3 separate regions of the Zea mays genome follow, and regions 2 and 3 are each linked to region 1. A link is a contact called in public Hi-C data. All regions are on one chromosome and are shown on one strand. The core of a region is the stretch at or near the end of the contact, and the rest is flanking DNA. Distances in the headings are between cores, read along the strand shown. Region 1 holds the start of LOC100285888 (cationic amino acid transporter). Region 2 holds the start of LOC100275742. Region 3 holds the start of LOC100282469.

Region 1 (2,629 bases), core at 38-2,537:
GTGCGAAGGCGACTTCAGATTCTTTAGTTCTTTGGGCTTGAAGCGTGCTGCTTAAGTTCTTTCGCCATATAATTATTGTGTTCTCTTGGAATTTTTCGTGCGAACGTTCTCGCGGCCGACCCAGTCAGGAGCATTTTGCATCTGTCCGGCGGCCGGTTGCTAGTTGCTGCATCAGAACATTGGCCCTAAAATCCACGAACCTTGAGATGCTGCTAATGCCCACTTGGGGTTTGTTTCCCTTGCGTCTGATCGAATGTGATTGGAGGGTATTGGCCACGACGATAGGGAGAGTATTTAGTGAAAACCGCTGCAGGAGATGAGAAAATAGAGGATAAAATGTTAACGATGTGACGCAAACAAGTGATATAGAATGAGAAATTTAGGAAAACCAATGCGGATTGTCTAATGCCCACTTTGGGCTTGTTCGCTTGCGGATTGGAGGGTATTAAATCCCTCCATAGTCAAAATTGAGTAAAAGTTAATTTAATCTCTATCGATATCTTTCGATTCAGACGCAACTAGAAGCAGCTCAGACTTTCGACACGAGTTAATTGTGTGATGTCGACCACCAGATCCACTATGTATAGTATCGTGTGGGTTATTTGTTTGGGCCTCCTTTACGTGCGATATCAAACTGAAGCTGCCCTCCCTCCCCTTCACACTCGCTTTCCACCCAAGTTTTGCTTTGTGAGGGTACGGGGTTTCGGACGTTGTAATAATCTGATTGTTGTGAAGGCAAACACAGGCACGTGAATGAGAAAAAAGGTTAATGTTAATGCCACTGATCGCCATCCTGCAGATTGCACGATGGAGAGTCAACGGCAGGCAATAGACGCGTGCCCATATATATTTTTTATTATTCAGGAACGAATGATGCTCATCAGTCACCACGCACGTCAAAGGTTGGTGGCGGTGCGGCACAATCCCGAGTTGTGTGGGCACGCAACATCTTTGCAGACAATAGTTATTTGGTATCAAAAAAATGTATTCTCTATTTTTATTGTATAAAAACCTTGAGATGCAGTAACATTGGAATGTCTTCTGTAGTTTGGAACGAGGAGAACGCTATTTTATTTTATTTGAAATAAATATTTTTATAGATATTACTACTAGTGAATGGAATATTTAGATTTTGTGGCGAGAGGAAAAAAAATGTGTGTCAAAGGGTTTCAGACCACGAATCTGCATCTGCATCGGTTGTAGACCGGCACACCGACCGCGGGTCTTTGGAAAGACGAGAGCAGTTTCCGCGAATAAAATGCCTGCAAACGCAGCGTACCAGTGGCGCAGAAGTCGACCGGCATCACAGTTCACATCCGACAACTAATCAGTCCATCGCGTTCGCGTCCACGGTCAGTTGCCGGCGCCATCCCTGCCCCTGCTCACCCCTCCCCGCCTGGCGTCCACGATCGGCGACGGCATGTCTCGCGACGCCCATCTCGGAGTCGGAGTCGAGGGAGACGCAGCCGAGGAAAAGAACGCCGCCGCTGACGGCGGCGAAGGAGTCGGGTTCAGGTCAGGCGGCGGCGGCGGGCACAAGCTGTCCCTGGTGCCGCTCATCTTCCTCATCTTCTTCGAGGTGGCGGGGGGTCCCTACGGCGCGGAGCCGGCGGTGCAGGCCGCGGGCCCGCTGTACGCGCTGCTGGGCTTCCTCATCTTCCCCTTCATCTGGGCCATCCCGGAGGCGCTGGTCACCGCGGAGCTCTCCACGGCGATGCCGGGCAACGGCGGCTTCGTGCTGTGGGCCGACCGCGCCTTCGGCCCGTTCTCGGGCTCCCTCATGGGCACCTGGAAGTACGTGTCCAGCGCCATCAACGGCGCCGCGTTCCCGGCGCTGTGCGCCGACTACCTGGCCCGCGTCGCGCCCGCCGTGTCCGGGGGCGGGGCCCGCGTCGCCACCATCGTCGCCTTCAACGTGGCGCTCACGTTCGTCAACTACACGGGGCTCACCGTCGTGGGCTGGTCCGCGGTGGGGCTCGGCGTCGCCTCGCTCTCGCCGTTCCTGGTCATGTCCGGCGCCGCGCTGCCCAAGATCCGCCCGCGGCGGTGGCGCGTCGTCGCCGCCGAGAGGGACTGGAAGCTCTTCTTCAACACGCTCTTCTGGAACCTCAACTACTGGGACAGCGTCAGCACCATGGCCGGCGAGGTGGAGCGGCCCGGGAAGACGCTCCCCAAGGCGCTCGTGTCCGCCGTCTCCATGACGTCGCTCGGCTACCTGCTGCCGCTCATGGCGGCCACCGGCGCCATCGACGTCGCGCCTGAAAGCTGGGGGAACGGCTTCTTCGCAGATGCCGCAGGTGCGTGGTATCCAATCTGTTCCTGTTCTATTCTACCAGCAGAGCCGTCTCCTCCGATGCTGCCCATGCCATGTGGTCCGCAATCCTGATGGCGTCGTCTATAGAGATTTTATATGCGGTAAGATTGAATAGTCGGTAACCTGTTGCAGAAAGAGTCAAATCAAATCAGATCGAATGATAAACAACTACTAGTAGCAAGCGTCGCCCACCACGTAAAAATATGCCCCCAATATTTTTTTTTTATTTTTTTTTGGAGGGATACCTTGACTGGAAAGTGGAAACTGGCCTAAAGCCCTAAACTACTGTACATGCAACTACGCTCACCACGTACG
Region 2 (2,629 bases), core at 58-2,557, 390 kb before region 1:
CCACAGCCTCAACCAATGTTTGCAAGCCGGGCGACCAGCTGGTCGAGCTAGAGCAGCGACCAGCGCCCCCCAACTACTTCACCCACCACCGCCGCCGCCCACCCACACACAAATGATTGGACGAAAGGGAAAACACACTTTATACCAGTCATTAATATTCACTAAATCCTAGCAGAGCATCCTACCATAAACACACAAAAAAGAGTACCACATGTCCACATGTACCTCCAGTTTGAACAGTCAAATCACCAACCAGAAAATCCATCCAGCAACCGTAAGAAAAAAGGTTTAGGGTGTGTTTAGTTTGACTTTTGGATGCGGCTTTTGCCCCCTAAAAGCCAATCAAAGGGCTAGATCCAGGAAGCATCTTTTTCTAAAAGCCGACTTTCTCGTAGTGCAAATCTGAAAGCACCCATTGACCTGCTTTTAGTGGTTTTTCGGATAGAACTGTGAAAACATATATCGAAGAATTTTTAACGACTTTTAGTGGTTTCCACCAAACGGTTTTTAGCTTTTTAACAGGTTACAGCCTACAACAACTTTTTTCACAGCTCACAGCCCACAGCAACTTTTTTCACAGCCACAGCGCAACCAAACAGACCCTTAATCTTCCACAACTTTTGCTTATGAACAACCTATCAATCGATTCAAATCCTCTTCACCAATCTGACAGAACAAAAGACAAGCAGGCTGAAAGCGATGTACAATCCCTCAAATTCCCTAATCATATCTGGTTTACCCAACTCAACAGAACATAATTGTGCAGCTTTAAGAATCGATCGGTCCACTCAAACAGGTTTAATCAAGCGTAACCAAATCCAGAGCGCTGATAAAACACCAATATCATAGGTTAACCTAGCTAGATCCAGTGATTTGCCAACAATTAAACTGCTGATGAAATCAATTTCATGTACTAAGTACAAGACCATACAGAAAATCCGGCGGCGTGCCCCCCCCCCCCCCCCCCCGAATTCCCGACCGGATCGCGGATGATATCGATGGGTAGGGTCGAGAGGAAGGAAGGAGTGAGCCGCGGGTGAAGGACTTACGAACTCGACGAAGGCCTGGTTGCGGTTGGCGCCGACGCCGCTCTTTGTGTTGATGATGCGGCCGAAGGGCTTGCAGAGCTCAACGAGCTCCTCTTCCGCGCACTCCCACGGAAGGTTCCGCAGGTGCAGCACCTTGGACGGCGTCTGCGTGTAGCGGAACTGCTGCCCCCCACCGCCGCCCGACGACATCTCGCCTGCTTCGCGGAGGGGAGGTGGAGGGGGCGGAGATGCAGAAGCTAGGGTTTCGTGCTGCGGCGGAGCCACGAAAGTGTATTGGAGGAGGTAGCGGTTCTGGGCCTTCTGGCGTTCGTTCTGGCTGGGTGTGCGATTCAGGGATTGAGATGCTTTTCGCTAGCAATCTCGAAAACAATAGTCTCACACAGCCCCACCCCCACCACCCCACACACGAGACTTTTGCCATTATCAAACGACACGGACGTGGCTTCGACGAAATAGAGGCTAACAAGAGGATTTTCGATTATATAAAAAACCAGAGGAAATACTTTACTTTAAAATAGACATGACGAATCCATTGCCAGGTAAGGACGACGATTATTACATTGATACTGACACCGTCACACATCTGTTACCCGCTATCGTTACAAGTTCACCACCGAACCCTAGCCGCCAAGGACCCTAGCTGTTCTTCAGTTTCCCTAGTACGCCACTACCTTTCCTTTAGCTCCCTTCCTCAACCGAACCCTAGCCGCCGCAACCTAACCCTAGCCGCCGCACCCATGGATCGAATTGCTCCTGTCGTCGCTGTGGCAGATGTTGTTGATGCTGCTCGTGTTGCGGCTGTTGCAGCTGCGGAGGCTAGATGTGCGGCGTTGGTGGCTGAGGAGGCACGAGCGACGGTGCAATCTGCCAATAATGTCGTCGATAAGGTTAAACTTGTCGTCCAAGCTGTGAAGTATTGAAGCCTTGTTGAAGATAACTCCAAGGTCACTGATTTTGTTTCTCTCTTCGTTTGCCGCATTTGGAATAGGGTTTAGGGCTGCTGTTCATTCGAATTAGGGTTAGTTCTTCACAAACATGGTAACTTAGTCGTCCACCTGATCACCAAATAGTTTTATTTGTACAGGAACATGTTGATTTGAAGTATTACGTTAGCATCAAGAACTCACTGTGATATGCCATTCAAGAGATGAGGAGGCAATCTTCACTGTTACATAACATGAATAGGATGTGTTGTAGTATCCCAGAAGTTGAAGGGGGTAAGGTTGGAAAGCTTGTTGCCCATTTGAAGGATGTTTGCAAGAACCTCGAGAAGACTTGTATTGTCTATGAAGAAGTGAAAGGGAATTAGGCTTACACCTTTTTCCTAATTGATTTTGGTGATTGAAATGCCCAACACAAATAATTGGACTAACTAGTTTGCTCTAGTCTATAAGTTCTACAGGTGCCAAAGGTTCACAATAAGCCAATAAAAAGACCAAGAAAGGGGTAAAACAAAGAGAGCAAAAGACATCCCAAAAGGCACCCTGGTCTGGCGCACCGGACTGTCCGGTGTGCCACCGGACTGTGTCTGGAGCACCAGGACACTCGACGCTGAACTCGCTACCTTCGAGAAAATCAGA
Region 3 (2,629 bases), core at 94-2,593, 360 kb after region 1:
AGTTGAGGACAAGAGCATAAAGCGTAACAGTGAAGACACATGGCTAAAAGTAACCCAAAAAAAACCACCCTGCAAGGCTGTAACATAGTACCCACCAAACCACCACATCAATTTGCTTAATCTGCGAAGCATCATTGCCTGCGACTGCGACGCTTTTACTGAAGCCCGCAGGCATGAGATGACGAGATCATCTAAATCTGAGACCAAGTGCAAATTCTGCAGTAAATCCAAGCGACAGAACCAGGACCAGGAAATCTTACCGATACCGACACTCGAGCAGATCGTTTCGCGTGATTAGCCTTACTCGAAGCTAGTTTGGGTCGAGAACAGATGATGACGTGAAGGGGGAAACGACAGACCTTGCAGCAACCGGCGCAGCGAACCGGCGGCGTAGAACGGGTGGACGAGCAGCTTCTCCCCGCGCGGGCCGATGTAGAGCGCGCGGATCGGCACGAGGTTGGGGTGGCGCGCGGCGCCGAGCGCCCGCGCGGCCGCGCGGGCCTCGTCGGCGCCCGCGCGGCCGCGCGGGCCTCGTCGGCGCCCGCGGCGCAGGCCGGGCGCACGAACCGGAGCAGCGCGACGGCCTCGCCGGCGCTGAGCCCGGCGCGGTACAGCGTGCTGTGCGAGGACTTGGCCACCACCTCGTCGGCGCGGAGGAGAACATGGAGGGAGGAAGGCACCACGCCGCTCGGCGCGGAGGAGAACATGGAGGGCGGACCTGAGCGGGGTGCAGACCTGAGCGGGGTGCGCGGGGGTCACGGAGGCGGGGGCGGGGGCACGGTCTACAATTGGCTCTTAATAGTTGTAGAGAGGGCATGGGTTCGAACCCCACATCCTGCACCGTTTTTAGCATTTTACGCTGATTTAATTAAATGGATCGACGGGCTAACGGGCTGACCCGAAACATTTAGCAGACCGGCATGACGTGCCTGTGCGCTGATTTAATTAAATGGATCGACGGTCTAACGGGCTGGCCCGACACAGTTAGCGGGCCGGTATGACGTGCTTGTGCCATAGTTGTGGGCCGCGTGCATCTAGCCCGTGTCGGACGTCGTTTGACATCTATAAATGTGCAGCAGATTAATTTGAAATAGCTGTGAGGGGTTATTTGTAAAAAAAATGACGCATGACGACCGTTGAAACTGATGCTTTAAATATAGTATAGAAGCATAGATTTGTGAACTTTGAGATTATCTATTGGATTTGGTTTTTCTTTTTTGATAAACTGAAATAAACTGCGCTTGGAACTCAGCGTAAAACGGGGAAGGACGGACGGGCCCACATGACTGTTACTGTAACTTAATCCGGTTCATGGTCTGTGGTTTGTCCAACAAAGCCTGGGCCTGGCCGCCTGGACCTGAAAAAGTCGTTCGGGATTCAAACCCTTCGATCCCAAATCTGCCCTGCACGCCTCGCCGCCGGCCACACCCCCGGCGGTCGTCGCCCTACCCGCCCTTCTCCTTACCTCTAACCCCGCCGGAGCCCAACACCTCCCCACCATGCCGCGAAACTTCCGCAAGCGGGGCATCGAGCAGGACACTGACGACCGCTCCGACGACGAGGACACTCGCCGGTACCCCTCCCTCCAATCCTCTCCTCTCTCTTGCTCTGTTGGGCCTTCTTGCTGATACCTGCCTCGCTTCCTCCCCTTTCAGCATCGCCCTCGAGGAGATCAAGTACATGCAGAAGCTCCGGGAGAGGAAGCTGGGTATCCCCGCCGACCTCGCCGCCGCATCCACTAACGGGTCCTCCGCCCGTGGTCTATTGGGCACCGGGGCAGCGGTCGCCGGTGAGGCCGAGAAGGAGGACCTCGTCCTCCAGGACACCTTCGCTCAGGAGACCGCCGTCACTATCGAGGACCCCAACATGTACTGTGCTGCACTTGTATATGCATGTCGTTTCATCTAATACTGACACGAGTACGTGTTGGCTTAACCTGAAGGTTGAGGTACGTGGAGACCGAGCTGGCGAAGAAGAGGGGTAAGATGGTTGATGTGGGACACAAGGAAGAGATGGACCATGTGGACGAGCTCTATACCGTGCCAGACCACCTCAAGGTTTGCTCATGGCTCAACCGATTTCCTCAACCAGAGAATGCTCATTGTTCTGTGGTCTGCGATGATGGTATGATTATATTGTTCCTTGCAGGTAAAGAAGAAGAACTCAGAGGAGAGCTCGACACAATGGACAACTGGCATTGCTGAAGTTCAGCTGCCTATTGAGTGCGTTCTTCAATCATTATATGCTCTAATTTGGAGTAAAGCTTGCTATGACTTAGTTGAATGCTATTTTAGGGTTCAATTGGATTGGAATGGTATCTTAAAGGTGAAAACCGTGGAAGTTGTACCAAATATCATGATGATAAATGTACTAGTGTAATCAAGAAGCCAGAATTGATGTGCATACATAAAAATTTATGCCGTCTTTGAATTGGATACAGATCGTTTAAATGCCTCAACATTTTCTTTTCTCTGTTGCACTATTTGTTTTTGTTTGACAAAAGTCTGGTCCACACTTAACAGTGCTTAATAATTTGGCTTGAAATACTTACATATTGCAACTAATAAGTCCTTGAGAATATTGTGTGAAAAAGGAAGCTAGCTAATGATCTAGTTTATGCTTAATTGGA

What was found. Hi-C and Micro-C count contacts between places; a contact is called where the count stands out from the background.
Region 2: a contact with region 1 is called in a Hi-C map of bundle sheath, with 4 times the contacts expected there. The contact joins the promoter of LOC100275742 here to the promoter of LOC100285888 in region 1. A contact is called at or near these places in 3 of 25 Hi-C or Micro-C datasets (bundle sheath, ear and leaf).
Region 3: a contact with region 1 is called in a Hi-C map of ear, with 1.7 times the contacts expected there. The contact joins the promoter of LOC100282469 here to the promoter of LOC100285888 in region 1. A contact is called at or near these places in 2 of 25 Hi-C or Micro-C datasets (ear and leaf).

Annotation. Positions count from the first base shown.
Region 1 is chr1:65,114,904-65,117,532 of Zm-B73-REFERENCE-NAM-5.0, reverse strand. It overlaps LOC100285888 (cationic amino acid transporter), which reads left to right and starts at 1,287. Exons shown (of 2, transcript NM_001158778.1): 1 at 1,287-2,297. The coding sequence starts at 1,421.
Region 2 is chr1:65,500,830-65,503,458 of Zm-B73-REFERENCE-NAM-5.0, reverse strand. It overlaps LOC100275742, which reads right to left and starts at 1,307. Exons shown (of 10, transcript NM_001349523.1): 1 at 1,050-1,307. The coding sequence starts at 1,238.
Region 3 is chr1:64,759,442-64,762,070 of Zm-B73-REFERENCE-NAM-5.0, reverse strand. LOC100282469 reads left to right here and starts at 1,343. Exons shown (of 6, transcript NM_001155378.2): 1 at 1,343-1,573; 2 at 1,656-1,868; 3 at 1,943-2,057; 4 at 2,149-2,222. The coding sequence starts at 1,500. It also overlaps the pseudogene LOC103644675.